Regions from separate parts of the Anser cygnoides genome. Here region 1 is linked to region 2. The links are chromatin contacts, called in public Hi-C maps. All regions are on one chromosome and are shown on one strand. The core of a region is the stretch at or near the end of the contact, and the rest is flanking DNA. Distances in the headings are between cores, read along the strand shown.

The links. A called contact is a pair of places that touch in the nucleus more often than the background predicts.
Region 1: a Hi-C map of liver shows a contact between it and region 2, with 8 times the contacts expected there. The contact joins two enhancer-like sites. A contact is called at or near these places in 2 of 7 Hi-C or Micro-C datasets (both in liver).

The regions. Positions count from the first base shown.
Region 1 is chr14:19,804,036-19,809,695 of Taihu_goose_T2T_genome, reverse strand. The region is part of intron 6 of HTR4 (5-hydroxytryptamine receptor 4); the gene reads left to right. Among named protein-coding and RNA genes, the nearest start is that of FBXO38, 57 kb to the right of the region's middle. Within about 2 kb of position 2,500, at least 1 of the 3 cell types and tissues checked has open chromatin away from gene starts, as enhancers often do. A contact at or near this core is called in liver, where this site is marked.
Region 2 is chr14:19,597,006-19,602,641 of Taihu_goose_T2T_genome, reverse strand. LOC106034424 (a long non-coding RNA gene) reads right to left here. Exons shown (of 3, transcript XR_001206056.3): 2 at 709-787. Among named protein-coding and RNA genes, the nearest start is that of ADRA1B, 44 kb to the right of the region's middle. Within about 2 kb of position 2,656, at least 2 of the 3 cell types and tissues checked have open chromatin away from gene starts, as enhancers often do. A contact at or near this core is called in liver, where this site is marked.

The DNA.
Region 1 (5,660 bases), core at 1,251-3,750, 210 kb before region 2:
TGATATACTGTGAATAGAAAATAAAGTTTTTTATGTTTCTGCAAGACAAATGGACTCCCTGAATGCTATTATAGCCTTTGCATTAACCTTGCTCTGGAAATCGGAGTTAGTGGTGCCACCCTGACATGTTAAGCCAAAGGTAAAAAGGGTTTGTGGCAGACGTCCCCGTCAGGGGCTCCTCTCCATGCCTTCTCCTGGCCATGGCACGTCAGCTGTCTTTGGGCCAAGCCGCCATCACACCCGCAGGTTATATCAGCTCTGGGTCAATTTAATGCAGGCTAGAGACAGAGCCGGGTTGATAAACCTGCTTGTTGGTCTTCTGCTTCTCTTTTCATCCTTGTTTATATGCCCCGCTTGGTTTTGTCACACTTATTGACGAGGCATTCAGTGAGACTGCAGGAAAGTAATCTGCAATCCTGCTGGGCTTTTCTGAGGCTTAAATGCACCGAGAAGAAAGCCGTCTGTGCCTGTTGTAGGAACACATTTGATCCAAACCCTTCAAAAAAAAGTATTTTCAACTTGTATCCCAACCTTTTTCCCCTAACCCCCCTCAGAGACTGCAGGTAGGATGCCACTGCCAAGGAGAAGGAACGGCTCTTTTTTGTCTTTTTTCGTACTTTAACGATGCATTAGTGCAATGACGATAATCTGTGGTGGCAGTTATGGTTGCAGGCTCACAACAGCTTTGGAAAGATGTCTCAGCAGCACAAATGAGGGCCCATACGATTTTCCAAAGCTCAGATCTTTCAATTTTTAAGACTGCTTTCAAGGAGCAATTGGAAATATCCAGCCAAGAGCTGTCTTCCAGCTGGAAAGGGCAAAAATAATTATCAGCACTTCACTGCGAGCAGCACGCTGGGCTTAATTGGAAAGTGCCTGTCTGGTAATTTGCTCAGTAGGTGCAGCATGTGCATCGTGCCCTGTGAGCGCCACAGGACCACGCTCGTGCGTTCCCTAACCACGCTAATCCATGAAGGCAGCATGGTACGTTTCCACTGCTGCATCCTGACTTTAATCAAAACTGAAGGGAAGAAAATGTGCCAATTCTTGGGCGGAATCAGGAGAGAGAAAGGCCTCTTACAAACAGCTCCTCCTTGTTCTTCCCTCCAGACAGCCACCACAGGAACATCCAGGGTGATTTTCTTTAAGATGTCAGGGATTTCTCAACCCGAATTGCACCTCGGCTCTCATTTATCCCAACTTCTGCCCCAGGGGTTGCGCTGTGCCTTAGCAGGACACCTGAGCACATAGAAGAGCGGGGCCCGGGACTGATCCTGCTGCTGAGCCGCTTCCTGGGATCGCAGCTGCCACACCGTGGTGCAGATGGCAGCGCCATTTTCAGAGCTATAAACAGTATCATTGTCATAGCTCTTTGAATGGTACTGCCATATGTACTGGAAAACCAGCATTTATGCTTGTGAGGGCTTGGGGCCAGCTGGATTTTCTCCCCATTTGGATGAAGTCGGTTCCTGAAGTATGAATGAAAGCCGTGTGCTGCTTTAGAGTAATTCCCTCCTCAGCGCCTGTTTTTGAGTCTCCAAGGATCATCATGTTCCCACCTGGCTCCCAACCAGCAAAACCCAAGTGTCCTGCACATGGAGAGATCGCTGTTGCATCTAAACCTCCCTGCTCGGTTTGAGGAGCAGCAGAAAGTTCATGGAAATTTTGATAGCAAATCAGTCAGGCTTTGCATGTTTTTCTTTAGGAAGTGTTGTGCTTTTCCCTTAAAACGTGTTTGCCTGTGTGTGTGGTATGTCTGTACGAGTGGAGAGAAAGCGCTCATCTTAATCAGCCATCAGGAGCCGTACGCCCGCCCTGGTGGCCAGTGCAGTTCCCACTGGGCTCTTTTCCATTTGTATGGCTGCAGCAATAACAGCCAGTGCAGCAAAGGGACAGAGGCACAACAATAAGGAGGCACAAACGAAAACCCCACAGTGCTCATTTTTTGCTGACTCGGCAAGGAAGAGGGAGAAGCAATCGGCTTTGGGCTTTGCTAAGAGAAGGCACCAGCATGGCCTTGCCAAGCAGGAGGTGGGAAGGAAATGTCCTGTTTGCAGTGAGCCCATCCCAAAGCCCGGGGTCTGGCACTGTGGAGGCTGTGTGCTCACACGAGGGCTCACTGTGTACCAGGTTTCCTGGCAGTCGGTCCGTGCTGGGAGGTGATTAGGACATAACCCCATGGGGACGGGGGTGCAGGTGGAAGCAGCTCGCAGGAAATGTTTATGGAACAAGAGCAAATCTGTAAACCCATCTGGGCGCTGGCCAAACCTTTTGGCTGATGAAAGCCAGATTATCTCTGTTTAATATTAACCTGAATTCTACTTCAGAAGAACCTACAGAGATCTTAGAGCCACAGAACCAGGCAGTGTGTTTCTGATTCTGTGTGTATACCAGCAATAGGTTATGATGAGATGACTGATGAGTCCAGGCATTTGTGATAAACACACAGTTTACTTGGCCACCCGTTTAGAGACATATTCTAAGACCTAATTAATTCTTTCAGTTGCTGGATTAAACTATTGGGCAAAACATCCCATCAAACAGAGAACATTATATGGTATGCTACTCTAATTAAATAAAGAGATTACTGTGCTTGAGAGATGCCCGCAACACTTAATGAGGATTAATTAAGCAACATGATTTACAGCTGGAGAAGATGAAACTGAGCAGTTCAAAACTGGCTAGGCAAAGCAGCTGTGACACGCTCAGGTCATGAAGGCACATACCGGGAACACGCTGTTCAGTAGCACTGCTACAGCAGCCTCACCAACCAAGTTTGTTTAATGAGGAGCTTATGTTTAGCCCCAGAACACACCCATTTTTTGGCCAAACACATACATATCTATAAACCAGCTAGAAGTTAAGACTTTGGCAGCTGGAGACTTGAAGCACAGATAAAGTGCTGCCAAAACACATACAAAATTTCCTTTACAAGCCCTCCCTGAGACAGCAGCTAGATTAGCCTGTTCTTAATTTCTCTGATCTTTTCCTCTGATAGCAGCACAGTTTATCCGTGTGACAGAATTATTACACCCCAGGCATGCCAGCTGTATGAAAGGGCTGGAAGAAATTAATGTTTCTTGGCCTATTCAGAATGAAGAGAGTTCAAGTGATTGGTGTCATCAGTTCTCACTTCAGGAGAGAAATCCCATGGAATCACTCCCATAAAAAGAAAGCAAGATGCTTAGCTGTTCTCAGCCAAACTAAATAAATCAAAAGGAAGCTTGAGATTTTTTTATTTTTATTTTTTCCCAGGAGCTGGGGAATCCCTATCCAGAAATCCCCATTTGATCTGTGGCACACCTTTTGCAGCACCTTTAGCAGCACATGTGCTCAGGGCATGCCCATGTCCCAGGCAGAAATCTGCAGCTATTTCTTGGGTGTCCCCATATTTTTTTTTTTCTCAGCTTGTAGTATTGCAATCCTAATGCCTATATAATACATTATCTGACTAGATAGTCTCTGTAAATATTTTATTTCTCAGCCCTGACAGTCTCATTTTTTAAGAACAGCTTTTTCCCTAAGCCATGCGTCCTCCTGAATCATCTGGCTGCTGTCTCCGTATCAGTATTCTGGTTTTGTGTCTCCATGGCTTGTTCGCAGCCACACAGTCTGAAATTCCCACAGGAGTTAAGCAGCAATATATTACCAAGTGTCGTAGCTTTCAGACTGTTGTTAGTCACTGTGAGATCTCGCTTAGTGGTTTTCAATCACTCCCAAGTTGGAAAGCTCAGTGAGAAAAACACTTTGCTACAACACAGGCAGCTGGAATTGCTTCAGTGCTGGTAACTGAATTGCTCTCTGGGTGTACATGAGGCGACTGGAGGCCATTTGGAGCCACCAGAAATTCCGAGTTTCCCTGATGTGATTGGTATGATTGTGCACAAAGCTGGGAGCTTTGTGATGATCCAGCTGCTTCGAACGCCTGCCCCGACAAGGCGGGTAGCTCCCGGCTGTTCCGAGGGGAAGTCGCGCCTGGCTGCTTTGGAGAGGTGCTGAGGGAGCTGGGGAAAGTGGACAGATGAGGGACGGAAGCGGGTTCAAGAAGAGAAGTATGAAAATGTCAGCTGTGGGGCTGTTTCTGAGCTACTGACAAGGACAAATCCAGACACTGTTACTTTTTGAGAATGGACAAGGAGCCAGGTTATAGGTAATGTCCTTCAGCAGAAAATACGGAAGAAAATGTTGTTGAGCATATATCTGACTGTTACTTGGGTGAGAAGGTCACATTACTGCCCCTCTCTTGAGTCAGTGTCTTCCGCATCCCAAATTCTTCACATTATTGTGTCTTTACACATCGATAACTTCTAAGGGAGAGGCAGCAATAAGCTCCCGAGGCCCTTTTAGTCGTTTCAACCTTACTTTGCTGCCGTTTGCTCGGTGCAGTTTTAAAGTCATCTTACCTCCCCGTGAGCTTAAGAGTCAACGGGACTCTTGGGAAGAGGCTCACAGGCCTCTGTGCTGAGTGTGCCCTGCTCTCACCGTGCTGGCTGTCAGCACCTCCAAGGGCCCAGGGTCCTCCCCTCACACCAGTTTAATTGGGTTAATTGGGTGCATTTGCTCTCGGTTGGAGAACACTCAGACATAGAGAAGGGCAGGTTTCCAGGTCAACATTAGCACGCATGACTCTCTGCTCTCTGTTTTGTTTGTGCCTCCAAAACAATGCATGTTCCTTTATCTTCTTGCTCCATGGAGTAATAGTTTTTATTTTCTCTTGTGTTAATCTTGTTTTCGTGTCTAACCTAAGCCTTCCCTTCCGCTCACACTCCAGTCCTTTGTAGCCTCGTGTCTCCCTGTCACCTCGCAGTGGGAGCTGTGGGAGCACAACCCCAGCGCTCTCCAGGTCGAGTCCATCTTCAAAACAGGAACATTTAAGCAAGAGCTCAGTGCTGATCATCTCGATATCACAGGGATGTTTGGGAACTTTTAATTTTGTTGCTATCTGTGGTTGAAATCACACTTCTCAAACGTGCTCGTTAGCCAAGGATGTGGCAATGTCCTCCCCAGCTAATACTAGGTTCAGCTATTAGCTTTAAGATAGCTCAGTTTTGGATAGGAAACAGTACCACAATTCAGAGATCCAAAAGTAAATATTTGGGTTTGTTCATTTATATACAACAAGAGATTACAAGCACAAGCAAAGGTCTTAGAGGCGCAACGTGAGAAAGCCACATGCTCTGGCAAAATCAGAGGCCTTTGCTCTAGAATAAATCATTTCACTTTAAAAATAATTAGTACTGTCAGACCACGCTAAAAAGCAACAGAAGTGCAACCTAACAATTTAAGGTGAGCATTGATAAAATAATAAAAACAAATGTCTGCAAAGTAGGGCACATCTCTTATTATTTCTATTATAAGGGCTACTACACTTTCACATTTTTATAGAAACAGAGATGAGTTTACGTAAAAAGGGGGCAAAACCTTGTATTTTATACATGTGTAGATCTAGCTAATAATGCAGGTGTGTGATCCTTTAATAAGTTATTAGGCAAAGTATACCTTAAATTAGCCTCAATGTAATGCAAAGAACTGTAGGTACAAAATCAGGTTTACTTCTTAAGAGGATGGACAGGAGACTGCTGCAGTTGAACCAAAACTTAAGTCAGTTGCATTTGAAGCCTGCTGGCTAAAATGCAATTTTCTGTTCCATTTGATACATG
Region 2 (5,636 bases), core at 1,407-3,906:
TGTTATGTCTACTCATAACTAATAACACAGAAAGTGCAAAGTTGAAAAGAGTGGGAAAAACTCTTCGGCATTCAGATACAGAGTTCATCAGATATTTGGTAAATACAAGCTATTGTGAATCTCCTGCCAACAATATACTTTCTAAAAAGTAGTACATGGAATTGCTTGCAGTGAATCCAGGCTCCCTAAAAGCTGGGAAAGGCCTTTCTTGCAGAACACAAATAAGGCGTTTCAAAGAGAAGACTACCCAGAAGAAAATACATCTTTTTCAAACAACGGCGGTTCATTTCGTAACAGTGAGATCCATCTGCCCAGAACAAATACAGGAGTGTCACCGCTAGAAAATCGCTGCTCTGTATATCTCTGGTTCAGCCTCACCATCCCCACCACCCTGCCCCAGCCTGAAGCAGGACCAGCCTCACCATTAGATCTGGCTTCACAGTCAGGACGTGTTGCCCAGGGCTATGCCTCTTCAAGGTGTGAATGTCTTGGAGGATGGAGATTCCCCTTCCTCCCAGGGCAAACAGTTCTAATTTAAATGCCAGTTATATGGAGCTGCACGTGTGCGCACAGCTCAATAACAGAGAAAATACAATGCTTTTCAAAGAGTGGAGCAGTGCCGTAGTGGAATTATAGACAGGGAGAAGCTCAAGTGCTGGGACACCTTGGCAGCATCTGTAAGAAGCTGAATTGACAGCTGTGCCTTACCTTGGTAATGAACATCTCTAGCTTTATTCAGCCTTTCCGAAGATTGCTGTGTGTTCCAGATGTATCTGTGCTAGGAGACCTGGGAAAAGGAGACGTCTATCAGATGAGAAAACTTAACTCTTAATGACAGGTTTGGTGGGCAGTAACCTTCTGTTAATTAATGTAATATTAATATGCAAATTAGAAAACTGCTTAACAGAAGAAAATCCAAGCAAAGCTTATTCTGCTTGTGCATACAAATCATTTCATATTATGCAGTCTACTTAGTCCTTGAATGCTAATGTTAAACAAAGGGACAGATCCCTGCAATATCTCTATACTGGCAGGTGCTTCCAGCTCCTGGTACAACAGATGAGTTGTTATTTTATGCTCCCCTGTGCTGAAAACCAGCAAGGTTAATCTGAAGAGCAAATGGGAAGATTTATGAAGACAAGACAAATAAAAAACCTCCCTCAGAAGATCAGGAAAAGAAATACTTACAATGAGAGGCAAGATTATCTAAACTCAAGTTATATTTTTTACTTGGTTAGACAACAGGGATGTGGAGTAAATGGTGTGGAAATTAAGTACATTTATTTTAGAAAATTAATTAGAAAATCACTTTCAAATGGGGTTATAGGTATGTGGAAGGATTATCTGATTGAGATAACTGAGACAAAAGTACTGGAATCATTCCTGAATCCCATTAGGTTTAAATAAATTAAGACTGTGAACAAACATGCCAGGAAGAATGTAAAGACTCTGGCTCCTGTCCCTGTTATTTTCTTGGGGGCTGTCCTCTAGGGCAATATTTGTGTATCTCTTCTGTTAACTGAACTTTTTCAAAGTCAAGTTTTCTGGTGACCCTGTGTCCAAATATTTACTAGAAAAGAAATAATAAGCTTATATGCAACTGATAAAAGTGATGAAGCTGCCACATTTCATTTCAGAGGGCTACAGAAAATACTTAACCTTGAGAGATATGGTGGGAGGATGTAGGAGGGTGAGATTTTTCTGCTTTAGAATGAAAAACATTATGATGCCTCCCTCTTCCACTGCCAATTACCTTTATTCCTCCATTTAAGGGTTACCTCTCCCTGGTTGAGAAACATCTCCAGTGGTAATTCTGTTAATATGTAAACCTCCTTTGGGCACATATTGCTTCAGAAATGTTAAAAATAGGAAAGACTGTTCAGATCCTACACTCAAACCCCAGCCCAGTCAAGGTCATTATATCTCATCCAGTAATTCCTGAACAGAGCTCAACAGACTGCAGCTGAATTTAAGACTGTACCATAGACAGACATCACTCTGTAATTAATAGCCCTCTAAGACGAAGAAAACACCAGATCTCCCAGAAGCTGTTTCGGGGTCTCATTACTCTCATCGATAACATTATTTGCATTTCTTCACTTCTTGATCTTTTATTTATTATGCAAGTGAGGAAGGGAAAAACATTTTCTTTGAGCCAAAAGTTACACAACTCGTTCTGGAATCGTTGGCCAAGTTGTATCTCAGTTTTCTGTCACACTGTAGAGCATGAATCATGGACTGTAAACCTTCAGTTAGTTTTTTCTTTCAAGATAACACTTACTATCTGACAGAGCAATCCAAGAAGCGGTGAGGAAGAATGCTTAGTTCTGAAAATATTTTTTAATAATATGTGAGCTGATAAAACTCTCATGTTATTATAGAGAAAGGTGCAAGAAATTTGACAATGAACAACCACCTTCTTCCCAAGACAATTTATATCACGAAGCATGAGGGTTACTGCTTTTCAAAATTGTATTAATTTGTTTTTAGTATGATGCTATCATTATTCATATCGAGTATATTAATAAGACAAACCTTTGGGTGTAGTATCTGATGGTATTGAAGTCCTGAGACAGCTGTATGGGCTGTGGGGAATAAAACAACCCATCAACTCCAACCCTTTTCCATTAGATAACCAGAATAGTATGTGCACAATAGGCTTCCTTTGTCAAGAGCCATGACACGATGATCTTGTTTTTAATTTAGTGCTGACCCAGATGTGAGCACACAATAAAGGATGATATGGAAAACTCCTTATGCTCCCTTTCATGAGCTCAGCTTTGTATTTAACTGAATGATGTCATCCCAGGGGTAATGAAGATACAAACATCATCAGCTATCTTGAAATTCCTAGCATGCAGTTGTTTATTGGATAGTTTATTTTGTTTTTACCAGCTTAAAAAAATAGCAGCATCCCTCAACAGGCTGTCCTAACTGTGATTCAGTGAGCTTCAGTTTAAATTCAGAAGAATTAACATTCCCTGGTTTCCAGGTTTATCCTGAAAACAACTTTTGAATGAGCAACATATGCAGTTATCTATAAAAATACGTCAGAAGGATGCTTGGGATATGTATCCTTCAGCAGTGACAAACACCCATTTCTCTTACCCCATGCCTGGCATACTTTCTGTGTGACATTCAAAAAAAACCAAACAAACAAAAAAAAAAAAACAATGTCAACCAGTGACCCACAAAAGAGCTCCTGGGGGACTGGAGGAGGTAGAAGAAATGGAGCTGCTCTCTGAAATATTTGCTATTAGAAATGGCCATAATGAGGTGACAGAGGCTTCCTTGGGATCTGTGCAAATTGATAAAAACCACAATAAATATTTCATAATGCTCAATTTACAAGGCATTTTCATGGAAAGTGGTCAAACTTAAGTATCCTGCCCTGCAACTTTGCCAACAGTTCAGGGTACAACCAGATTAAGGTGACAGTGTACGCGTAATTCTGCTTGCGTTCACACAGCAACTTTTGTGCCTTCAGAATGTGCCCTCTCTCTCATCAGTTGTTTTAGGGCAGTGCTCTGGAACATTCTCGCAGTCTGCCTTTGCCAGGAAGCATAGGCTTTATGAAAGTTGATTTATTCTTTACTTTTTCTCTCCTGTTGATCATTTTCCTGTGTTTGTTCTGTGCTCCCGATAGGAGAATTGCTGGTTTGTAACTTAGGCACAGTGGCACAGTGTGGACTCTGCGTGTTGGCAATCACACTAAGCTGGCCAGCACATTCAAAGAGGGTGTTTTGGTCAATATTGTTGTATACGGGTGGTTGGGAAATTAAAGAAGTGAAAATGGGTAGAATTAGACAGGGATTTAATTTGTGCCAGCACCCAATAGTCAAATACAGAACATTTCTATTAGATCAAGGCCCTGAGTTCAGGTGAGGCTACTATTGCACAAAACAAACTTACTCTTGCCTAGTGACCCCACTGGATCTAAGAGAAACAGGTTTGTGACTCCAGGCAGGATAGAGGAAAGGAGAAAGCTTCAAAAACAGAGGAACCATGAATCCATCCTACTGCCCCTTCACACTGCCAGTGAACAGAAGGTGTACCTCAGTGCATCACGCGTCCCATTCAAGGTCATGGGATTTTCTATACTACAGCCAACTAGGAAACTGCACTCTGAAGTGGGTTAGAAACATGTAAAAGACGTGCTGGAGGTCACCACTTTGATTATGCGGGAAAGTTCACTGGCAGTGCTTTGAGCACGGAATTGGGAAAACCGTATTTATCAGGGCCTTTGGAAACAGCCAGTAAATAAGAGGCTCTCCACCTGAACACAGGCACGTTTAGCACAAGCAGTTCCTAAATATCAAATTATACACCGTATTTCTGACTCTCCATAACATTTAGCTGCACAGTGACAACTGAGGCATAAATACAGTCAGAGTCTTCACGATACCAGTTTTCTGTTGTCGCTTTTTAATTCAAAGCCCACGTACACTTTTTAACTTGTCATAAATCCAATAAAAATTGGTACTTCTGATTTTCCTTAGAAAATATACCATAGGCTCCAATTTGCAAGTTTTACAAATTGCTGTAACTACAGCAAAAGACACGTTCAACAAAGCAGTTTTAGGGCTTCATAAAGACCAAGCTGACTTCAACAACCCCTTCCCAGCCACCATTAGAGAACTGAGCTCCAAACATTCAGAAAGCTCGCCATGACAAAGAAAAATGCCAGATGCTTTCTTAAGAGCAGCACTCAAGTATTTACTGTTCACGACACCAGATATTTATGATTTTTGAAAGATATGGTGGAAAATAATAGTTGCTGGCCTGAGCAAGTTTCCATGACAACTGCTTGCATCACTGCAATGCTTTCTGTTTTATATTTTGGTCACTCACTCAACTTTAAATAGAGGGCTGTTCCATAAATCACCGAATTATGCTTGAAGCACGTTGGTAAAGCATTGGACAAATCAGCTTGCCAGGCAGCCTACTTTTTCTAGAGATACAAAACTGACTGAAGAGGTGCTGAAAGAAACTGATTAACGAGCTAAAAGTCGTATTTGATACTGCGTGTTCACAAGCTGTCAGTGAGCCGCTGGGTCAGCAACGCGAGGCTTACCCAGCGCAATGGGCAGCATATGGCTCCAGCTGTTCTGCAGGATGGAGCACAAGTTCCTGGCCTCACTGCTCCAGCACTGATTTGTATGAAAACATCATTGTGAAGAAAAAAAAAAAGACAAACCCACATGATCCCAAAATGTTTAACTCTTTTTTGCCTTAGCTCTTCAATTTATTTTAATTGTAAATGATCTTGCTTTAGGAGCAAAGAACCCACTTATCCACCAGTGTTTGAGCACCAGACAATGTGCTGAGATTGTGCCATGGCAGAATGAAAATAAAGCAAATTTTAAAATATTTTATTGACACTATAAAATTTAAATACCCAGTACACTGGACTTAGAGTGAAAAAAGTACTTAGCATTATAAAAGCATCAGGAATTGGAAGAGCTATTACTTTGCTGTGAAATCAAGATGTTTAATACTTCGCAGTGGTGTTATTTTATTTCTCTGGTTTCCTTTTGCATCTTTTTAATATAGTTTATTCGTATTACTGTAGTTAGTTATAAGACTGTAAGCATTTTTCAGCTAAATATTGCTAAAAATTTATTATTAGAAAAAGA